Linked DNA regions of Mus musculus: region 1 is linked to region 2. A link is a contact called in public promoter capture Hi-C data. All regions are on one chromosome and are shown on one strand. The core of a region is the stretch at or near the end of the contact, and the rest is flanking DNA. Distances in the headings are between cores, read along the strand shown. Region 1 overlaps Bank1 (B cell scaffold protein with ankyrin repeats 1). Region 2 overlaps Bank1 (B cell scaffold protein with ankyrin repeats 1).

Region 1 (4,447 bases), core at 865-3,364, 170 kb after region 2:
TCTATTGCTCTCTAAAGTGAAGTGCGTAATCCAGGACAGAAGGTCTGGCTTTAGTTGCATGGCTTCATTTGATCCAAGGAGAAAGCTTTAGGCTGTTCAAATATCATTAATTTGCTTTTATTGATTTTGAAGCTGTCATTTAGTGCTTCATATTTTGACCCCTGAGTTTGTGTCCTTTATTGGGGGGAGTCTAAGAATTCACAGAGAGACTGGGTTATGATCATTGCTACTTATAAAGGCTAAAGGTTGCTCTACTGTTCACAAAACTTAACATTTCATCAAAAGGTCAGTAACTTGGTCTAGAATAACATATGCATGCATTGCGGTTTTGATTGGGTCGTTGGTCTGAAGTTTAATCACAGATGGAAGATTGAGATCCCAGTAGATCATGGCTAGCTTACTAAGGCTTTTGCACAGTGACCTCTGGCTTTTTCACATATTTATGTCTACTTTATGTTAAAAGATATCACGTCAATGAAGATAGGCTCATGGGACTTGATAAACTTACTGCATGGGCTTCTTCAGTTAATACCAAATTTGCCCCATGCCAGCAGAGAAAGAATTAGAAGGTAGGGTTAGTAATATGCGAAGGATCTTCCACACAGATAAAACAAGATGAAGAAAAGAAGCTTGCTTTCAACTGCTGTGCTTCTGCAGAGGTGAGAGAGACATCCTTACTACATCTTTGTTGGGGACTCACAGAAATAGCAGGAGAGGTAAGAGAGTTTCTGAAAGCTTTATGTAAGATGTGCGAAAGATGTTAATGGAATCACCACTAAAGAGCGACATGTCTCACAAAGTAAGTGAACACAGGACAACTGTGCCAACTTCACAGAAGCCTCAGACAGGAGCATGAGTGCTTGATGCCACCATTAGACAGAAGTGATGGTGACTCATTTGTTGTAGGTGTACACCAGGAGACAGGATTTAACTTTAGTAGGATTCCTGCTTTGGATAAGATAAGCTACTGTCATGAGTGTGCCTTGTGCATTATGTAATACATTGCATCTTCTGGTTTCTGTCAACTAGATGTCAGTAGCAATCGTGATAATCCGAGATGCTTGCAGTATTGCTCAGCTTCTTCCCCTAGAAAAGAAAGGTAAAACTCTTTCCCAGTCGAGAACCACTATAGCATCACATCTTTGAAGCCATGGACAGCGTGCACAAGAGTTGCTGGTCTAGATACCATCAATGAACTCATGTGGATTTCACCAGAAAGGTGAAAGTGGATGTGTTATTAGAACAAAGGCTACTTTTGGCAGACCTAAGTAACACCATATTCCTTATATCTGTTACTTCACAATACAAAATCCAGGGTAATATGCTATAAAGTCGAAGGTCCTGAGCAGGAAACACGTGAAAATGCTCTATGCTAAAATAGAACGAAGTATACAGTCCTGTAGAAACTTAAAGAAAGGTTCTATCTACCAACCAAAGAGCATACATGGGCTGGCCAGAGACTCCCAGCACATATGTAGCAGAGGCCTGTCTTGTCTGGCCTCAGTAGGAGAGGGTGAACCTAATCCTGTAGAGACTTGATACCCCAGACTGGGGGGGGTATGGGGGATTCTCTCTCAGAGGTGAAGGGGAGGGAGGATGGGGGAAGAACTCTGTGAGGGGGGAACAGGATGGAAGCAACATTTGGAATGTAAAAAAATAAAATAATTAATAAAAATATAATAATTAATTCTTTAAAAAAGTCTCTAACAAGAAGCCAGTTTAATTTTACACAGAACTCATCTACTTATTTGTTTCTCAAAGACCTGGGGAATAATTCTTTTAAGTAGAACAATGGATCAATATTAAAGAGCAAAATCAGATTTTCCTCCTGATTTTGAAGCAGAACAAGATTGTCAAGGCTTATGGAATTGATAATCTGCGGAAAGAAAGGTGTTGGGAAAGGTTACAGCAGAAGGATCAATGCTCCCCAGCTCCTGGGATCACAGGCAGTGGGGAGCTGGCAGTTTACAAAAGCCATCTCTATAGACCAAGAGCGGACAGTGAGCTGAAATGCTGTAAGAGACAAGTCCACAGACCCAGTTTCTGTATAGCTACGAGGCAGGGGTGGTGCTGGGGAATGGGGTGGGGAGGAGGAAGAGCAAATGACTAATTCTCTGAATAGGGAAGGAAGTCTGTGCCCTTATCAAACACATGGTCATGTCAGCATGTTAGAAATATAGACCTATGGGTTTCAACAGCGCTAGGTATGAACGAGGCTCACTTCCACTTGCCTAGAAACTGTCAGGGATATCATTGATAGACTATGGAAGTTTTAGGATCCCAGAAACATCTCTATAGTCCCTTTGTTAGGAAAAGCATTGGTCTCTGTTCTCTGCCCACCCACTATCTAGAAGGCTTCTCAGAAATGAGGTTCAAAGGTTGTCATTTCAGATCATTGGCATATACTGAACATTCTCCAGGGAAACCAGAAACACAATTTTCACTCAGCTGGAACCAAATGATCTTTTCTGTGGTGCTTCAAATTGTACTAAGATCTACTTACTGAAAGCCCAAGATTTCTTGCGATAACTATTTTTGGTCCAAAGGCTGAGATTATTTTGAAAATTTGGAGCATAATTCTGGGTTTAAAAATGCCTTATATGATTGCTTGACTTCTAGGGCTTTTAAAAAGGTAGAGTTCTCAAGACAGATCTGATATTGAAATAGCTTAACTTTATCAGCTCTGAAAGAATTCTATCCACATCCATAAATATAAGAAAAGCCCAAGATGATCTATTGAAAGGACCCCTGGCAAATCAGCTGCATAAGGAATGTCTGCTTGAGGACACCTGAAGCCTGCTATTGAACTTCAATTTTTGTGTGACTAATATGGGGAGGGTTTTATAATACTCAAATTATACTGCTGCAGATATTTTTTAAATCAGCTATTTAGACACATTGCATAACTTCTGGGGAACTATTTTTACTCTGAGTGTCATTTTATTTCCTACTTTGATTTCATCTATTTGAAACTAGATCACATTGCTTTTATTACTTTCCCTGTTTCTTCCATAGTTTCTTGACTCCATAGGAGCGACCAACTTTGGTTATTCAGCCCCTTTCTCCCCAGTGTAAGCTACCCATTCTGTTACCCTTGTGGTAACTTATCTTTGCCTATGCATCTGTGTCTAGTATTGGGAAAGTGGACAGTTCAGATTCCCAGCATGTCTATGGTAGTATCCAAGTGGTTCTATTTCCTCAAGACCTGACAGGAAAGTGACTTAGAGGGACAATTCTATCAGAACAGCATGCTGGGTGAAAGTGAGAAATTTAAACTTCAGCAACACTAAAGAATGGTCACCTTTGATGGCCATAGAGTTGACAGGTGGCATCGCAGACCTCCTGATGTCAGGTCATGTAAATCCACCAGCCTCTTCTAGATGGATCTTTTCAAGAATCTCCCATAAGGCTCTTTTATACTGTGGTCCTTTACATCCAAGGACACCATAGGTATTGATATCCAACACTGATGTTCAAACGTTTCCAGTGGTTTATTTTAGTTGGTCAATCCAAAAAAGGCACAGGGGAAGAAAGATCAAGAATGCTTTTACATTGTTACTTTCTCTAAGTCCTCCCTCTAATTATATTCTTATTCCTGAGAGATTAATTCTTCTACCTTGTACAATGTCACCATTCAATAACACATTTACAATTTTTAAATGGTGATCAAGAAAAAAAGTGATTTTAAGTTCCATTCAGCAGTGAATATCCCTTTAGGAAGATAAAATATTTAATCTGCTTATTGTGAAATTAAGTTATTAAAAGAAGCTTAATATGTATGTATCTTTCTAAAGTGTCAAGCCGTGTTTTATGAAAGGCAAGCATCTGTTTTAAATGCCTACTAGGGGCCTGATAGTATTGTAGGTTCTGAGGACACAGTTGTGAAAAAGAGCAAACTAAAATCACATCACAGTAAACTATGGTGTCTATGAAAACAACAGGGCCCTTAAAGAAAGGCCAGCAGCACTGACCTCACATGGAATTTCCCCAGGAAGCACTAGTACCCGAGGCACAGATGGTCTCAGAGATGCTAGGACGTCAGTTCCCTTCTGTCCACTTGTGTCCTCAGGATACTTGGCTCTTGAGTCTGTTGGAATGCTGACCTCAAGGTAGTCTTCAGGACCTGGAGAAAAATTGCATGAATACAATTAATTATCATTCCATCCACTACTAAAAGGCCAATTTCATCAGTACAGGAAATGAATCTTGGATAGTTGAAATAATAATCTTTATCATTAAAATAATAGTTCTTGATTAAATACTATTATAATACTTATGTCTCAGCCATACTAGTTATATGATTATATGTTCATCAGCTTGTCAAATGTTCACAAAACTTCCAAATATCACAGTTTTCTGTTGCTATTAATAAACTAGTAGAATATTAGAAAATTCATTTTGCATGACAACTATGAAGAAAAAGTTCCATTAGAACATTTAAACCAAA
Region 2 (4,238 bases), core at 474-2,973:
TTTATTCAGTCCCAACTGTTGAAAAAGAGTTGTACTAAATTGCCTATTAATAGGCTATTAACAGGCTATTTAGTACATTTAGGCTATTGTTAGTGCATATTAGGTTATTTGGTCTATTTAGGCTATAGAGTCTATTCTTGAAAAAGACAAATGTCCAAATGAATACTAGAAGTCAAAATGATTCCACTGGTTTGGCATGTTGGTGTGACTATAGTGGTCTTCAGCTCTACTCCGCATGATAAATGATGGTTCCTAAGGTATTTCATCAAATGCTGAAAGCAAGAACACACTAGGAAAATGGTTCTACCTTTGATTGGCGTCTACAGCTGACTAAAGAAACACCCAAGCTAGTCTCATTTACAGATCTATAAAAGGGGCCTCTGATACAAGTTATGGAATTTGTCTTATTTGTCCTTCCTGGTGCCATGAGAACAACATCCCCACAGGCAATATGATGAGGGGCCTTTCCTGTTCTTGTTAATGAAAATAATTGATTTTACTGTGGCATAGTTGTTTTGGGATAAGATACAAACTTCAAAGTTAAATCAATCAAACTCAGTTGTTTGTATCTGACCTGCGAGGCCTCCTGCAGATCCCCACGATTTCTTTAAATCTTAACTAATCTTAGTGGTTAACTAAGTTGAAGTTAATCAATACCGGGTTTCTTAGGTAGACTGTAGAACTTATCACCATCAGATTGTCTTCGGGCTGCCTTTTGTTGGAACACTGTAAAAAAACATAGAACATAAAAGTTTATTAGGCAAAGGCATTTAAGAATATGAAATATACCATGGGTGCCTCCATGAAGACAGAGTGCAAAGTATCATTTTCCTTAATAACAGTATCTGAACTATATTCATTTCCAAGTACAAGGTTTTTCTTAGTAATATTATCTGAACTGTATTCATTTTTGAGTATAAAGATTATAAAATTTGTAATTTTCTCATGTGTGCAGTTTATCGGTAATTTTGGAAAGCATTTTCTTTGGGCAGAGTCTGTTAATGTTGATGGGATGCATTCCTAAGCCGATTCCTTCTTGATATCAGATGAAGATAAAAAGCTCCATTTTTTAGAAGTGATAAAGGCTAAACCCACATGAGGGTAAAGGTTCATTTGCGTAGAGACTACTCACTCAAATCAGGCTTATGGGTGATAAGCAACTAAAGAGAAGCCTGTTGTGTTCCACAGATGTAATAATAAAAGAGGCACTTTACTCTTGCGTCATCTACCCCAACCTCAGACCTATTAAAGCAGCTTGTTTGAATTACTTCATTATCTGAAAAGTGCTTTGTTCTCATTTATTATTTCGCACATGAAATTCTGGGAATTAAGTCAGCATTACTCACCCTGTTTTGCAGATGAAAGGTAAAATTCAGTGTTTAATATTTATTAAGCACCCACAAAGTTCTGGATACTTTTGGGTATTTGTTAATGAAATAGAGCAGGTCCTTGACTACTTCACTTTTTGGAAAATGAGCATCCGGAGTTACATTTATTTTTTTATGGGCAGTCTGAATTATGGGGTTTGGGAACTCGAAGAGGCCTGGGAGATTTAGTCCAGCCTCATATGTTTATAGACGAGGAAGTAACCAGCTTGTAAAAGAGCTACGTGAATTTTGAAATGATCCCAGAGTTGTTAGCAGAGAAATGATTTAGACCCTTAAGCCTTAGCCTTCAGCCTCTTGCTTCCTCCCGACAGTGTCTACTTCTTAGTAACTATTCCCTTTTAAAGTTAGAGGAGGAGGCTGGGAGGAGTTACAGGAGCAAGGCTGTGCTCTTGTTCCTGGCATCTCAGCAGGATCTTCCTATAAAAGGAGACAGCTGCCTGGCACTTGGCCACTGTGACCTGGGGAAACAGGTCCATGACGAGATCGTGGAGTTCTGCTGTGGTTTTGCTCTTACTTAAACAACACTAATATCAAGGTCATATATGGGCTTAATCAAGAATACATACATTCAACTTTAAAAAAAAAACAAATGTCTCAAATCAAATCAACATTTATTAAACACTTAATGTCTTAGATGATGTCAAGAGAAAGATTATTCCTCTCTCTGTCCCCAGGAGGAGTGAATATACTGTCAAATACGATGCATTTGGGAAAAACTATACATCTAAAGTAACATCTCTGGTTGAAAATCAGTTCTCTTTATACATCCTGGGTTTGTTGTGTTTTTCCTAAATAAAACACAATGAGGGGTATTTGTCATGTGACTATATTTTAGGATATTAGATTCCACCCCCTCCTCCCAAGTCCTATTTGCTGTTTTCTTCCGTTAGTTCTACAGTTGCCCTAGCATAAAGTGATGACAGGCAGCCCATGTTTTTGCTAATATTGTTTAGATGTAATGGAGAGTGCCTAAGACTGAAACACTGTAACCTGGCATCGTTAATATGGGAAATGACTTGAACTCAAAGGCTAATGCAAACAGTCATGTCTCCAATTAAACAGCAGGTTACTTAAAAGTTTGTGGATTCTGCTGAGGTTTGACACTGCAGAACATTTGCAAAGTAGACTTCTCTTCCCAGCTTTCTTGGTGTGAAGTTTGCTGTAAATCCAATTTACCCTGGATACTGTTTTGAAATACTTTCTGCTGGCAACAAATGTTTGGCCATGTGATGAACAGTTAATGCTGATCTTGACCTTCAGTTACTAGGCATTAGTGTTATTTCTCTAGAGTTGAACCAGGGTCAATCTGGAGTCGAGAGCTGGCCAACTACTAGGATTGGTGGTGGTGTGAGGAGATGCTGATAACAGAGATGTAGGTGGAGGTAGGAAATAGATTGCAATGCTAAGTCCTAGTAATGTCTAATCTGACTTAGAATTCCTTACCTCACCCCCACTGCACCCATGTGCCTTTCCTTCCCCCTGAGCTTACTGATAAGTTTCACATCTTGGCAGAAATTTAGACTTAGCAAATAGTCTTCTCAATGTGTTTAAAGTTCAGAAGCATTTTTCACATCCCACATAGCCACGAGGAAAGACCTACTATTTGTAGTCAGAGGGCGTGGACTAATAGAAAAAGTAGAAAGTTGAGTCACAGAGCAGAATGATTTTTCAAATGTATCGACAATGCTGACTCTATCTATATGCTGGATTCTTGGTAAGCACTGTTTCAAATGCATTTTACCCAGTCAGTGTTCAAGGCATGGTACCAATGCAATTTCTGACATGTCAATTTGGATAACCTTTACCCAGTGTAATCTTATTTTTCTCTTGCTAACTGTAGTTAGAATTTGAAAAGAAAAAAAAAACATGAACACAGTATATATCTTGTCTTTACCTTTAAACACAAGAAACCAGGAGAGGGGAAAAAAATCAACAAAACAAGATTTGAGGTTTAAAATAATCTCAAACAATACAAATGTCCCAAATGACACCCTCATTTATTTTACATATTGGAGAAATGATGTCTGTAAAAGTTTCTCCAGAATATAAATGACATTGAATGAAAAAATTAGCATAGTGTTAAATATTCAAAAATGCTAAGCAGAGCAGAAGTAGCAGAGGAAGAGCCAGTGAACGGAACAAGTTCACTTGCACAGTTTGTCTTTCCAGACTGTTCTGCAGCAACACTACTAATGTCACGCTTGTTTACTGTCCCCTGAGAGCAAAAGAAGTCATTGAGAATGCCTCTTCCAAGAAAAATGGACAAAGCACCTCAACGTTATTGTCTGTGTGGCAAAGCTGATAAAAATCTGGGGGGAATGCAAATGTCATTCATGCGGATTCGAACTAGAAGTCACAAATCCCATGATGCTCTGTGCCCATCACACGTGAGAAATGAAAACAGACACTCTATCCCGTGTCCTGAGAAGGGACTTCTTTATATTCTGTTGCCCAGTACACAGCCCAGCACTGTATAAACAAGGTCCCAGGGTGCACAGGTATATCACAGTTTCCAAAGCTTCCTGCACTTTGCAGTGTTCATTTAGACAGAGATCAATCATGCTACTGGTACCCACTGATGAGAGAGGACAGAGGCAACGTAGTCAGGGAGAACAAGAGTCAATACTCAGTCCTTGTAGCTTTGCTTTCCCCATCCATCTCCCCACTATGTGCGATATGAGAGCTAACCATAAAAGGCAGAAGAGGAAATAGAAAGCAGAAAAAACAACCCTTTTTCTGAAGGCTCAACAGAGGAAGAGAATGCTGTCACCTGATAGGTGGTCCGAGTGACTCACATGAAGCTTAGGGAAGATATGCCACCCCTATAAGAAAGTGCAAACGCTTTGGTAG

The links. Capture Hi-C pulls out chosen DNA fragments and counts their contacts.
Region 1: a promoter capture Hi-C map of adipose tissue shows a contact between it and region 2. The contact joins two enhancer-like sites. A contact is called at or near these places in 1 of 484 Hi-C or Micro-C datasets (B cells) and 2 of 9 other capture datasets (adipose tissue and liver).

The regions. Positions count from the first base shown.
Region 1 is chr3:136,250,902-136,255,348 of GRCm38.p6, forward strand. Bank1 (B cell scaffold protein with ankyrin repeats 1) reads right to left here. Exons shown (of 17, transcript NM_001033350.3): 3 at 3,972-4,123. Among named protein-coding and RNA genes, the nearest start is that of Bank1, 73 kb to the right of the region's middle. Within about 2 kb of position 2,115, at least 32 of the 459 cell types and tissues checked have an H3K27ac peak or open chromatin away from gene starts, as enhancers often do. A contact at or near this core is called in adipose tissue, where this site is marked.
Region 2 is chr3:136,082,513-136,086,750 of GRCm38.p6, forward strand. Bank1 (B cell scaffold protein with ankyrin repeats 1) reads right to left here. Exons shown (of 17, transcript NM_001033350.3): 11 at 658-726. Among named protein-coding and RNA genes, the nearest start is that of Gm31243, 180 kb to the left of the region's middle. Within about 2 kb of position 1,724, at least 10 of the 459 cell types and tissues checked have an H3K27ac peak or open chromatin away from gene starts, as enhancers often do. A contact at or near this core is called in adipose tissue, where this site is marked.